Regions from separate parts of the Anser cygnoides genome. Here region 2 is linked to region 1. Evidence: chromatin contacts called from public Hi-C data. All regions are on one chromosome and are shown on one strand. Each heading gives the region's core, a stretch centred on a gene start, on an enhancer-like site or on the middle of the called end of the contact. The rest is flanking DNA. Distances are from core to core; before and after follow the strand shown.

What was found. Hi-C and Micro-C count contacts between places; a contact is called where the count stands out from the background.
Region 2: a Hi-C map of liver shows a contact between it and region 1, with 9 times the contacts expected there. The contact joins the promoter of MIA2 here to the promoter of FOXA1 in region 1. A contact is called at or near these places in 2 of 7 Hi-C or Micro-C datasets (both in liver).

The regions. Positions count from the first base shown.
Region 1 is chr5:41,475,767-41,482,729 of Taihu_goose_T2T_genome, reverse strand. It overlaps FOXA1 (forkhead box A1), which reads left to right and starts at 4,878. Exons shown (of 2, transcript XM_013185562.3): 1 at 4,878-5,224. The coding sequence starts at 5,153. LOC136790938 (a long non-coding RNA gene) reads right to left here and starts at 4,813. Exons shown (of 3, transcript XR_010831857.1): 1 at 4,719-4,813; 2 at 4,074-4,183; 3 at 3,777-3,909.
Region 2 is chr5:42,003,992-42,010,904 of Taihu_goose_T2T_genome, reverse strand. It overlaps MIA2 (MIA SH3 domain ER export factor 2), which reads right to left and starts at 5,079. Exons shown (of 28, transcript XM_066998082.1): 1 at 4,886-5,079; 2 at 3,472-3,605; 3 at 2,062-2,148; 4 at 565-1,729. The coding sequence starts at 5,000.

The DNA of each region.
Region 1 (6,963 bases), core at 3,629-6,128:
TTTATGTAGATTAACTGCATTTTAGTTTGCTTTATTACTTCCTTATACATGTATTTCAGAAATCTGTGTATGTCCTGAAACACCATTTTTGTGATTTAGGTGAGACTCTTCCAAGCAGATGCCATTGAAGTATATTTGTTTATCTCTGCATGTAACTGTATTCCCATCTCCTTTGGTATTGTTTCTTCCATGCTATATTACTGCCATTACTTTGAAACAAAGCGCACTTTAAAATAAAACAAAGAAAACTTTCAAAAATGTAGAGTAATTGCATCAGAATTGGCACACTGATTGAAATAAACATTAGTAGCATTGCCACTTATGTTTCAGTAAATCATAACATAAATAATGCACCCAATAATTGAAATACATACCTATATGTCTAATCTTGAATCAAGTGAGAAATGTCAAATGCATTTATTTTAATGTAAAGTAAGTAAGACAGACTTTGCCAGCATCCTACCAGCTGAAGTTCTGCAAGCAACATACCCACATCTACCCAATTAGCAAAAATGAAGTGACTGTATACACTGGATCATGATTTACCTACTTAAGAGCTATTTTGTTACACTAAAGAGAAAGTAAACCACTTCCTTACTCTGTTCTCTGCCAGCGTCGGACACTAGCTTATTTGTAGCTTTTCATTTCGTTATTTGTGCTTTTCTTTAATTGGTCAGATATGTATTTTTGGGGATGGGGTGATGTATTTATTTTATGTCAAGAATGTCTCTCATGTCTCTCATGTCTACTTGTGTGCTGAATGATGCATAGAAAAAAATGAAATGTAATGAATTGCAATGAATTATAATAAAATTAAAAAGAAACAGAGAAATAAAAAGAAATTAGATGAATTGAGATAAAGTAAATAATAATAATAGGTAACGAAGATAAATAAAATTAAGTAAAACAAAATGCGGCAGCAGAAAGTCGCCTCTGCAACGAGCCGTGCAACATCCCCGGGGCCTCGTAGAGCGCCCGTGAAACGCGCACCGGGAGCGAACCCCCGGACACGCGTGGGAGCACCACCGCTGCCCCGACGGCTCGGCCCCGGCAGGATTGGGCCTCCGGGGGGGGAGGATCCGCAGCCTCCTTGAGCCCCGCGGGGAGGATGAAGGAGACGAAGAGAAGCGGGGAAGCAGAGGGCGGCGGGCGGTACCCATCCCGGTTGCGGGTACCGGCAGGGTTCCCACGCGGTTCCTGTTTGCCCGCGTGGGTGGGGAGGATTTGGGGTCGGCAACAAACCCGGGGGGTTTCCACCGCCGGGAGGGATGGGAGAGCCGGGTCTGTGCGGGAGGCAGAGCCGGGGAAATGAAAAGGCGGCTGTAGAGTGAGGAGCAAGGGAGGCATCCTGACGCGGAGACAGCCTGGCAGCCTTTTTCCGAGGTAGAGCCCTGCCCCGCACAAGCACCGCCGACAGATCCCCAGGCCGGAGGCGGCGGCATCTGGATAAAATCAAATAAAACCTGCGAGACAAACTGAGCTGGCCAGCGGGCGCTGCCTCTTCCAGAGAACAAGTGGCTCTTAGGCAGGAGCGCATTAAAATAGCGCTGCCCGTCCCCCGGAGGTACAGTTAAAGCCCCCGCCAGCTCCATCCTTCGCCCGCCCCACGCGTGGGACAGTACCTGCGGGCGGCGCTCCCGAGCAGCGCTGGGCAGAGGGCACCGGCGGTCCCCGCGTGGGTTTTGGTCCAGCTCTCGCTGCCAGTGCTGCCGCTGGGCACCCGTGGGCGAGCCAAGCCCTGACACTCACTCCCACAGACACGCGTGCGCGCACGCTCCCCTCTTTTAGGGCCGGTATCGTGCTTCCCTCCTTGGCAGTGCACCGGCGGAGCCAGGAGCAGAGACCCTGCTCCCGTTTAAAGAGCGAAAATACAGCTCGCCTGCGCGTTTCTCCAGGGTGAACAAGTAGCTCCCCATAATTAATAATAAATAAATAAATAAATAAATAGGGGAGAAACCGGTGCATGAAGTGATGAGAAAGTGGCACTGCTCTAACGAGATCTGGGGAAAGGCTCCGTGCAAACCGGGTCACGGTTCCCGTCCCGAGATATGAAAAGCCGCAAGCAGCTGTGCGCATCCGGAGAGCTCCTGCTCGGTACCACACGTCCTGCATCCTAGCAGAGCCCTTTCCGTCCCTCTGGGGCTGCTGCAAAGGGCACGGACCAGTTGCGCCGGACTCTCCGAGCATCCCACGCAGGGCTTCGCAGGCACGGAGGAGCGGGCCGAGGGGAACTACCGAAATCCCCTCGTTTCCCATGGCCACGGGCATACCCGTCGTGATGCGCTGCTTCGCACAAGGAAAGCTTTCAGCCGCCGGGGCCGCAGCACAGCAGCCTGGGCTGAAGGGAATTTCCAGCAGCGGCTGACTGTGCCTCGGGCTTACCGATCTGCACAACGAACCTAAACGCTCTCTGAGAAGATTACCGACAGGAGCCCGCCTGTGCGCTCACCTCCGGGAGCAACGTTAGGAACAGGGCGCAGAGCCTGGAGCCGCAGCCGGACAACAGGAGGCGCTGCGGCTTTGCGCAACGCCCGGCCCGGCATGGCACGGCCCGGCACGGCCCAGCCCGGCCCGGCACGGTCAGCCAGGAGCGGGACCCGGTGCCCCCTGCGCCTCGGGGGCGGTCCCGGCCAAACGGCCCCGCGTTTTGTACCGGCATCCGAGGAGCGTGCCGCCCGTGGGGTTCGTGCCTGCTCTTTTTCCAGGTACGGAGCGAGCCCTGCGTGGGCTGTCCGGCGGCCCGGCGGGTGTTGCTCCCGCGGGGCTGTGCCCTGGGAAGCGGGGCAGCACCGCCCCGAGGTCACACGGAGAGGAGGCACCGCCGGCGGGGCACTGGGGCTGCTGAACCCCTCCCAGCCTCGCCGGAGGCGGCTGTTCTTCTGGGAGGCTCCCGAGCAGACCTAAGCACCGAATTGAACGAGTCACCACGGAAGGGGCTCTGTGTTCAGGTGTATAGACTGTTCCCACTGGAGAAAGAGGGAGGGTGCACACATAAAGACCGCAATTTTAGTATCTCTTAGATTTTCCTCTAGGTTTTGCTCCAATTTCCAATTGTGTACGCTGACCACTTGGAAAAGTAGGGTTTTAACTCAGTACTTTTATCTTTTTCATTTTATTTCCTTCAAGACACATTTTCATTCCCTATTCTTGTCTGCTGATTCCAGAGTTCTGTTTGTTTCAAGGATTTGACTTAATTCTGTTGCCAGATTTAAAGAAAAAAGGACGAGGAGAGAAAGAACAAAGAAAGGGATAACAGAAAACGCATTTAGAGGACAAGTTAAAACATATTTCTCGAGGCGGAGATAACCTGTATCTCGTCATTATAATCCCTGGTTCCTCTATATAAGAAACTTTTTTTAAAAAAATCGTGATTGTGAAGGTGGCATTTTTGCAGATCACTGGAGGATAAATCAGTGTGGAAGCAACTGCGATCTTGCTGCACAATAAACATGCAAGGAAGAAATTCGGACGCAGCTGTGTATTTTAGTTTGTGTGATATGATAAGCCAAAGTTTTTCAAAATCCCAATAAATTTTATTTCCCTTCCAAATTTCTATTCCCGGGATAGTTGGGAATGGGGGGAAGTTGTTTATTTGGTTGGTTGGTTGATTTTGTAGGTGGGGAGTATTTATTATTTTCATTTCTGGATTTATTTATTTATTTGCTATCAGGTGAAAAAAGTAACTGGGTGGGAAAAAGCTCAAGAAGAGAAACCCAATAAAAGTCTCTGGTCATGACATAAGCTTGAAGAGCCGGCCAGGGTAGGAACAGAACAAGGGTATGTTAGATCCGTCTTCAAAGACAGAGCGATTCCCTACATCCATATTTTAAGGAGCTTTGTCCAACGTCGATTTGTTTTATCGCTGTTGCCCCTTTTTGCCCTTCAGCCCACGCAGATTCCTCCTCCTCTCTTCCTTGTGAGAAATAAAGGTAAGGAGCAAGAAGTTGGTAAGGGGATAGCCGCTACTTCTAATTGCTGCTCCTGGGTGCCTGGCACCAGACAAGGCTTCCCAAGTAGCCTTCTGGCCTGGAGGCTTTCCACGGTAAAGACAGTAAACGGTTCCAGTGACTCACCTGATGTTTGCCAAGTGGAGGTTAACCTCGGTGGATCCGCATTCAAGGCTCTGTCCGCATGCACTGGGTGTCTGTAGTGTTGTGTCTCTGCGCCGTGACTCACAGGGTTTCTAAATGCAAGACACCAAGAAAGAAACACCATCACCATCACCGCAGCCTTAGGGCGGCAGCCCCGTTTGAAGGGCTGCCGGTAGCCCACGGGGGGCTCCGGGCAGCCCAAAGTGTGGGGGGGTCCGAGGCTCCGAGCAACCCACGGGGGGCTCTGAGGCGCTGCTGGCCATCCGCAGCGCAGAGCGGGGGGCGCCGCGGCAGGGGCGGGGGGCGCAGAGGCACCTGCGCCGTGCTGAGCTTTGAATGGGGGGGGGGGGGGGGGGCGGGAGCTGGGGGAGCGTGTTTGACTGCGGTGCTCGGGACTTTGGAGCACGTCCCGACCATCGAGTTAAAGGAGCATCTACCGGACTTTAGTAAATACTGCCTCTAATCTCGGGGGTTTAAGGCTGGATGGCCTTTTGCATTCTATTCAAACAGAGGGGGCTGCCCTTCCCTTATCTGCCTCGTTCCAGCGATCCCTCCTAGCATTTGTCCTGTCCATCTGAAAGGGGTGGGTTCCTCCCCCCCTTTCCTACTCTCTTCCCCCTCTCCCACCTCCGTCTCTTCTTCTTTTCCCGCAAGCTTAAACCAATTACGCTGCTTTGCAAATAAAGTGCCGCCCCGGGGGGAGTTGCAGGCGAGGGGAACTGCCTTGTTTGCAGGTGCATCTCCGGCTTTGTAGGTGCGAACGCCTTTGTGCGGCGGACAAATGGGGAGAGGAGGAGGAGGAGGTGGGTACTTCTGCGACGTAAGATCCACATCAGCTCAACTCCACTCACATCCCAGCCGGCACTTCCTCACTTTCTCAACTGTCTCGCCCCACACCGCTCCCTGCCTCCTTTTTGGCTTGTTATAGAGGAGATTTGAGCACCCCCCGCCTCTCCTGGGAGCTGGCTTCCTGCTAGGTCGGGCTTTCGGGCTCTTTTCCTGCTGCCCGTCGCTCGCTTGCAAGAGGGCTGGATGGTTACACCGGGCAGGTTGGCTCCATAATGTTAGGGACTGTGAAAATGGAAGGGCATGAAACCAGCGACTGGAACAGCTACTACGCCGACACTCAGGAGGTGAGTAAATCCTAGGCTCTGGCTCCGCTGCTGCCCCTCTGCGAGGGAGAGGGGGGTCGGAGGGAGGGCCGGGGGTCCGGAGGGGGGCAGCGGCCGCACTCCAGCTTTGCACTCCAGCTCCTGCCAGCGCAAACGTGCCTCCCCCCTCCAGCGCTGAAAGTGGCCAGGCTTCCCTGAGGAAATCCACCCGGCCTGGAGGCGCTTGAGGGAGAACCGGGGAGGCTGCGAGCTCTCCGGGGGGGCCGGAGGCAGCCCTTGAGCTCCCCCGAAAGGCTCGATCTCTGCTCCGGGCGGGCACAAAAGCGCCCCGAAAACTCCGGGCTCGGGGCAGGGACTCGCCGCGCTGCCGGCCCCCGGCATATGGCAGCGGCGGGGAGCGGGGCGCGCCCCGGGGCGCGGGCAGCGCCTTCCCCCCGCGGGGCCCGGAGCCCCCCGCTGGGGTCCTCACCTGGTAAAGCCGGGAGAAAAAAAATAAAGGAAAAAACAAGGAAAAGAAGGAAGAAATAAATAATTAAATAGCCGTTTGTTCGTACTTTGCAAGACGGCTCGCCTGCGGTGTGCGCTGCTGCCGCGGGCCGGCTGGCGGCGCTGCGGAGAGAGGGCCCCGGCTCCCAGCACCGGGAGGGGGCCCCGGGCCCCGGCCCCCAGCACCGGCCCCGGCCCGGCCGTCCCGGCCTGGCCCGGCCACCCCCAGCTAGCCCGCGGCGTCCCGGGAGGCGGCCCCGGCCCCCGGCTGTTTTCCAGCGCGGTGCAAGAGAAGGGGAGCAGCGGCCCAAACGCGGCCGGGGAGTGGGCCACGGAAGCGCCCCCGGGTACAGCCCAGCCTTGCGGGGGCCCTGGTTTTACACCGTGCCGGTGCGGCTCTGCCCGGGTCCTCGGGAGAAGCCAGCGCTCGGCAGCACCGCCAGAAACCCCCCCGGATCGCTGGCCGGGCAGGAGCCGTTTTAAGGAAGTGTGGTAGCAAACCAGGCACCTAGGTGTGCGCGCACAGGCATTGCATCAGCATACCCGGACACACGGCTGCACAGTCCCCACGCCTCGTCCCTGCACCCCGAGGCTCGCACCCAGCACCCATAGGGCCACGCGGGCACACGCAGATACGTGTCACCCTGCTGGCACCTTGTTTAATAGAGGGAAGCCGGCTAAGGGCAAATAAGGGTCATCCTAATTATGTGTCGTTTCCACAGTCATTTATCCTCGCCATGCTCATTATCCACGAACATAAAGTTAAGCGACCTTCCCTTTTGCTATTTTTTGGCCTCGATCTTTTCTCCTCCCGTGCTATTTAATTTGAATCACTACACGGATGCAAGGTGGGAAACCCATCCGCGCTGTATCCTCACCAATAATTACCGTGATCCTCTAAATTAAAACCACATTTATAAAGCTCGTGGAATTTGTAGTGAATAACAGCGAATTTTACAGTGGCATTTAACCGCCGCTGAACATCCTTCCCTTAACCGTATTGCCTTTGTTCGAGGGAAACTGGGAATACATTTTGCAACGTCTTTCTGCCTCGTGTTCATCAGCTGCCGTACTGGAAAGCACATTTCCAGGCTCGAAGGTTCTGCATTTTGGAAGAGTTGTGTTCAGTGGTAGGGCTCTACAATTTTTGCACGTTGGGCGATTGTAGAAAATCACAGGCAGGGAAAGCTCAGACTTTTTATACTATGGGGAAGTTGCGTTGTGTTTTTGAGGTTTTGTTTTTTTTTAAACTTTCTAGACTGACTTTTTAGCAA
Region 2 (6,913 bases), core at 3,830-6,329, 530 kb before region 1:
CAAGTGTTGAAGTTATTTTGCTCTTTTTGCACTTTTTCAACTGTCTACATTTTTGTTTTTTTTCCCTGCAGCTAAGTTCCAATTTCCTGACTGATGTTTCCTCACTCACACGTACTGTCTTTTTCTTCAGTTGGCTCCTTCTGAGATCAGGTGATATTCACTAGAAGAAAAATCTTGTGCCTGTGAAACCACTGAATTTTCTAAATTAAATTTTGAAGGTAAATGTAGAGTGTCTTTGGAGACAGGGTCTTATATTGGCATTTTCCTGACTTTCACCCCTTTAGCACTGGAACAACTAAGCACATCCTCCTGCAAACACTGCACTTTCTCTCCTTTGGCTATTGAACTCTGAAACTTTATTACATCTGCAAAATGACTAAAAGAGAAGAAATGTCTCTATTCATCAGATGACAGACTTTTCTTCTGTATTTTTTGTCTAAGGTATCACAATTCTGAGATGGACTGAGAAGAAATATGATCTGATGCAGTTGACTCATGTCCCTGTTGATTATCATATACGTCTATTTTATAATTAATAAAGCAATTACAGATTTTCATACCAACCTGAATGGCCATAGTTGCTTTCTGACTCTTGATTTCTCATTTTAGCTTCAGTGTTTTTCAGCAGTTGGCTTTCCGATACCAATTCTTGTTCTGAATGGTAAGGTTCAACTGGCTCTTCTTTGTTGCCAATTAGTATATCAAAATATGATCCAGTGCTACTTGAGGTGCTTTTGGTGTCACTAAGAGTATGCACACTTGCTGGTATCTCCCCAGCATTTGGCATGTTACTGTTTGAATCTATTATTTCTTTTGCATAAATCTCATCTTCATCCGTCACTGCTTTAACTGTCTCCTTTGATTCTTTGTCCATGCGTGATACTTTCTGGTTTAAAGTCTGCATTTCTTCATTCTTACTTGCTTTATTTTCTGTTGCTCTGCTTTGCTGATCTTCCGTAGCAACTGTATCTTTCTCAGCATGCCCAAAATTTAGAACATTACTTAAACCCAAATTGAACCAATTTGATTGGGATTTCTGGCTTTCAATATTTTGCTCTTCTATCAATAACTCCATGACTGCTGTTTCATGTTCATTATCAGAGTGTCCATCCACACCAGGAACATCATAGACCTCTGGATCATTTTTTTCTGATACAGGACCAACATCCACTTTCTCTTTACCAAAATACAGAAAGTCCGTCAGTCCACCCTGAAACCAACCAGATGCTATAGGCTCTTGTTCCTCCTTATCGTTTGGCTCCTCTAACTCATTTTCAGCAGTTACTATTTTTCTGCCTCGGTAACTATTTTCTTCTAAAGATTCAGTAATTGCTTTTAAGGTCTCTTCATCATTTTTATTTCCTGTGGTGAACCATCCTGCAATATCGGAAACGATCCAACTAGACTGAGCTGGAATGGGTTTTAATGGGAGACTGTCTTGAATTTCTGGCTGCTCAGCGTCTTCGTTTCTATTCTCATTTTCAGTAACCAACTTTTTGCTTGCAGACTCCTCCTGACTTTGAGATTCCTTGGAATCATTTCCAAAAACTGATTCAACTCCTTCTTCATTTTGGTTGGAGTCTCTTATATGATTTAAGAGTTCATTTTCTTGGAGCTTTGATTCTGCATCAGATGCTGAATATTCACTTTCTTTGTTGGGGTCAAGTAATGCACTGTCTTCATTTTCAAAAACATATTCATCTCCATCAAGGCAAAGGAAATCAGTTTCCTAAAAGAACAATATTAACTTTTAAAATGCTCTAATGTATAATTTTCTACAGTGCTGTGTAGCACAGTAAAGTATCTTTATTCTCTTCCTGTGTGTATGTATAGTCTTACACAAAGTACTGTAAGTAATTATATTATTCCTAATGCTTCTATAACATTTATTTGATAAAACGTTATCTTAGAGGACAATGAACACACAAATGGTGCAATAAGAAAGGAACCATGTTTTGAATTACCTGAAATAAAATATATATTGAAACTTGAACTTCTAACTGGGTATTAGATTTTCAATAGCTGTGAACTATATTGGATAATCTTGTGATTTTGATTTACCTTGGTGAGCACTTCAACTTCTTCTACAATTAAAACTTCCTCAACCTTCACAGCATCTTTTGGGAAATATCCAAAATCTTTTCCTTTCTGTAAGAAATATAAAAAGAGTGAGAGCATTTAAACTGTAGTGGTAAGTATATTAGGTGCTTGCGTATATGCTAAAAAAGTACGAACAAACAGTAAGTTTATAGGACTGCCCCCCATCCCCTTCATTTTGTTTGGTCAGAAAATGATTTATTTTTCCTTCAGTAAAGTGTTCCATTTGCTACTTCAGAAAGAAGAATATTATTCCAACTATTATTTTCTGTAGTCTTAACAGTCCTTAACTAAGCACAGTATTATGTACACAGATGGTCTCAGATGAGATGGTCTCATCTCATCTCAGAGAGATGGTCTCTCTAATAGAATCAGATGCAAAGTTTCCACCTACTCAAGTTAGAGAACAATTACACGTTAATAACTAATGACCCATAAAAAGTTACAAGGAAAGTAGGATGTGAAATCCAGGTACAAGGCCACGTGCTGTTGAAGAGAAAATGGCAACGAAGACAACAACACTGCAGAACATAAATAGATGATAATGCACAAAAGAATAATGCAAACACAAGTAAGAGTCAGTCCGACCAAAAAACCAACCACTAGCTTTACAACAAAGCATTGCATGTAGCCTTTAATGAAGGAATACATCTTGGACAGCAAGAAGGAATGAAGTACCTGCAAAGATACTCTAAGATGCAGAAAGAACATATGAATGTCACTGGTAAATAATAAATGTCACATATCATTTGGGAAAAACAAACAAAAACGAAACAAATCACCACCATAACCAATATTTTCTGGTTTTGAAGCATTTACATGGTTTTATTAGCAGTTGGATTTGGATCAGTGCATCCATTGCTTTTTAGCTATACCATAGCTTTAACTACAGCATAACTTCGTAGCTGTTCTGACTACATTGTCAATTGTTCCAAACCATTAAATGCGTGCGATAACTTCTCTGGGAACTTGTCTTCACAGTTCAGTGCTCAAGAAATGTCCCAATTCTGAATTGCTGATTAAGCAACTGTAAAATCTCCTTACCTGCAGACCTGTAGGTAGGTACCTGGCTCACTAGACCTGAAGGTTTTTAAAGGGAACAAGATGTAATCATTCCAGCCAAATGATTAGATGAAGGAGTCAAAAAACTTGGATTCTGATCTTGACTTTGTTTCTCCATGAGTAATCTATGGCCAGATTTGATTTTCCCTTTTATAGAAAGATATCAACAATGACCCATCTCCCAAACACGATGTTGATCCACAACTGGTTAACGTTAAGAAAGAGATGGAAGATCCCTAGAAGCAAGCAGACTGCTATTACAATGCTATCTAAATTATTTATGCAGAAAGTCTATCAGATTCAAATACTTACACTTCCTGTCCACAGATTTTCATTTTTCCTGGAAAGTTTGGAGTATACAATTATCTCCTCCCCTGTTTTGAAGTTAAGATACCGGCAATCAGGCCCTGAGTAATCTGTAGTGGCTTGAACTCTGCTCATTGCCGCTGGAATATGCAGGAAGAAAGAAACAAGTAAGTATTATAGCCACTTTGTCTGAAGTCAAATATGTTATTGAAGAAGTCTGTTATGTAGATACACATTAAAATGTTTGTAAGTACATCAACAAAATAAAAGCTCCGGTCCTATATGGGCATTGTTTTTCAGTACTTGTTCATCCAAGCTATCAAGGTTGAAATTTGTGTGGATAATTAGTAAGTTCAACTATTAAACACAGATCTAAGCAGCTAAAAAATATTTCCCAAGCATATTTACAATTTTATATTTCAGAAATTGCAAGTTAAATCTAGCTGTAATTGCAGGGATTTTGAATATATATTTTGAATATATATTTTAAAGAAAATAGTTAAGCTCTAGTAACAAACCAAAACACATTGTCAAAAACAAAATTTACAATTCAATTTGAATGACTTTGCTTTCTAGTTGTTTCCACCTCTATCTCCTATCATAAAAATCATGGTTTATCTACCATAAAAACCTCCACTGATGTGCTCTAGTCAGTTTGGTGCCCATGCCACGTGCTGCCCTAAGACAGACATCCCTGAACATCCAGAACCTGGTGAAATTGGAGTGGCTCCACAGGAAATAAATCTATGAGCAGAGGAAATCTGAGCATTCTGTGTGGAAATGCCTTTATTTATTGCTGCCCACCGGTGTCTCAAGAGCTGGTCTGACAACTTTCTGCAGAGCTATTTAATCCCCAGGAACTTCATAACTAGTTACTGCTCTTACTTCATGTTAAAGAAGAAAAAAGATACATTAACAGTGTCTTTAGAGAAGGATTAAAAAAGAAAAGAACAACAACAAAAACACAGCTTGCTTAGAATAGAAAAAATACAGTATTGGAGAATAGGCTATGAACATACTGTAAACAAAAAATACGTTCTATATTAGTATATAGCCTACCATATATATATACATTTAATTACCCTTGTACCTGTAAGGAATGAGTTAAAAATACTTTAAAGTTGCTTTATGCTGAATATTTGAGGAAACCTGAGAAAAATTAGCTATTAAAGAGTATTTTATTTTAACTGAACTTCAATCTTTATATACTTGCACAACACGATCCCTTAAGTAGGTTTTTCAGGAATAACTTTTTTGTCGTTTGAAAAATTTAAGCCTTTTTTCATAAACTTAGTATATTGACAACAAATGTTTTCTGCAGCTACTTAGTTTCATTCAGTGCTTTGTTCCTAATCTCAACGTTATGGTCTGTAATAACTACATGTATATAAACTCCTTTAGAAAAAAGATTTTTACTTACTCTCACATTCCCGATCACCACACTTCTTCCATTCTGAAAGTACCTTTGTACTCTGCAGACTTGTTATAAATGAAATTACTAGCAGCACAATTCTCTGATCCAATACTCTCGACATTTTTTAGTAAACCTAGAATGCACTGAAACTGTGAAAACTTAATTCATTTGCAGAGTACAAGTATATTCTACATTACTTTTCTTAGCCTAACAAAAAAAATCGCAAATGAAGTTATAATCCCATTTCCCTTCCCTCATCTGCCAAAGCAAAAGTACACTATGCTAACTCTGCTAATAATCTGCCAAGTCAGTTGTCCTGATTATACACATATGTTTAATAATTAACTTGGTTCTGATAGCCAGACTGATGTTTTGAATACAAACAAACCAGTTCTAGCCACATAAAAATTTAGCCTCTATCAGAGAGGATTTTTGCTATCAAGTCTACGGAAGACTCTGTTCAGGGAAATTCAATATCGGTTCTAATTTTTTTTTCTGGATTATGGGATTTTTAACATCTGATTTTAAGTTGAACTACCAATTTTATACATCATTTCCACGCCATATATCACAGAGCAACGCATCAGATCTAAGCAGATATGTCCTGCTTTATAAGAAATACCTACTGTTTCCTAGCAACCTATCACCCAACGGAGTTATAAATAATTTTCTCAAATACAGGTTATGCTTTAAAGTGGTAGTTGTGCAGGAAGTTGTACACAGCTTATATAGATATGAAGTTACACTATAAATGCAACCCTACAGAGTGATTTGCTTTACAAGTAAGCTTTGCTTGAAATGCTTCACAGCATTGCCCCGAATGTCTTTGGTCGACTATGCACGATACATCTTAGGGCCTTCATCTTTCATTTCCAGCTGTCCTACATAGGGCAGCCTCTACCCTCTCCCTTCCTGATAGCATCCCAAGAACCCGTATTCCCTCCCAAGCTGATAATATTTGCAGTTATACGCTTCCTAGCAATCCCGCCCCTCCTTCAGTCCTGGGCATGACTCACACAGACTTTGCTTTGCTTTTTCTTTCCGTGAACCTAAGCTGTATCTTACTTGCAGCACAGTTCCCCCTCTCTCCTGCTCCACAACCCAAACCTGCCAGACACGGATGCTCACTGATCTATGAGCCAGCAAACAAATCGTCTACAGGAGGCCGGGAGAGAGGGCACAAAGTGCACTGCAGCCAGAGACGCTTTGACCAGCAATGTCCTGTAAACAAAGAAATCACGGTGGATGACGTCCTCCAGCTGCAATCTAACACTTTGCCCCCTTCCTTTGCCACATGACCTGATAGCCAGACAGGCCTCTCCTATGAACCAACACACCAGCCGCCCCTGCTGTTAGGTAATCCATCAGAGAACTGTTGCACGCACCCACCAGGGCAAACACATGATAGATCTGTACCCCAGCACTCTCCCTGGAATAGTTTTGATGCAACCCCATTCCCAGTTGTTTCTCTGCTCCACTCCTCTTCTGCTGCTTAGAGTGCCAGTGACTGAGGACCTTTCCTGGGGTCCTCCAGGTTTATCTGAAGTAGGTGAAGGGGAGAGAAATAGAAAGATAGAATGCCAAGCAGCTGAAACATCTCCTCACCAAGTTTCGTTGAATTTGTGAAAAGATGGGCAAGTTTTTGGGTCCCAAACCTGTACAGATTAGGACGGACTAGTGAGAAGGAATATATAAAAGATTATACTGGGGAGTGGGAAGAACTACAGAAGAATTTTATATTAGGGGGATTGTCTATCACCAAGTGTCATACAAAAATCAAAAAAAAAAAGGACAATTTTTATCCTGACAAGGTTATAAGCTGGTCAGAAGAATCTTTCATAATGCTGCATAATGACCATGGAATGTAAGGCAAAAAAACAATCATGATCTTAGAAAGCTCAATAGTCCCTTTTTGGCCTTGGTAACCAAGAGGTGATTCTCATAAAAATGGTAAAGCCAGACATTCTAACACCTAAAATTACATAGTTCAGCAAGTTTGTGTTGGAGGGCAAACTGAAGGAACCACACCTTGAG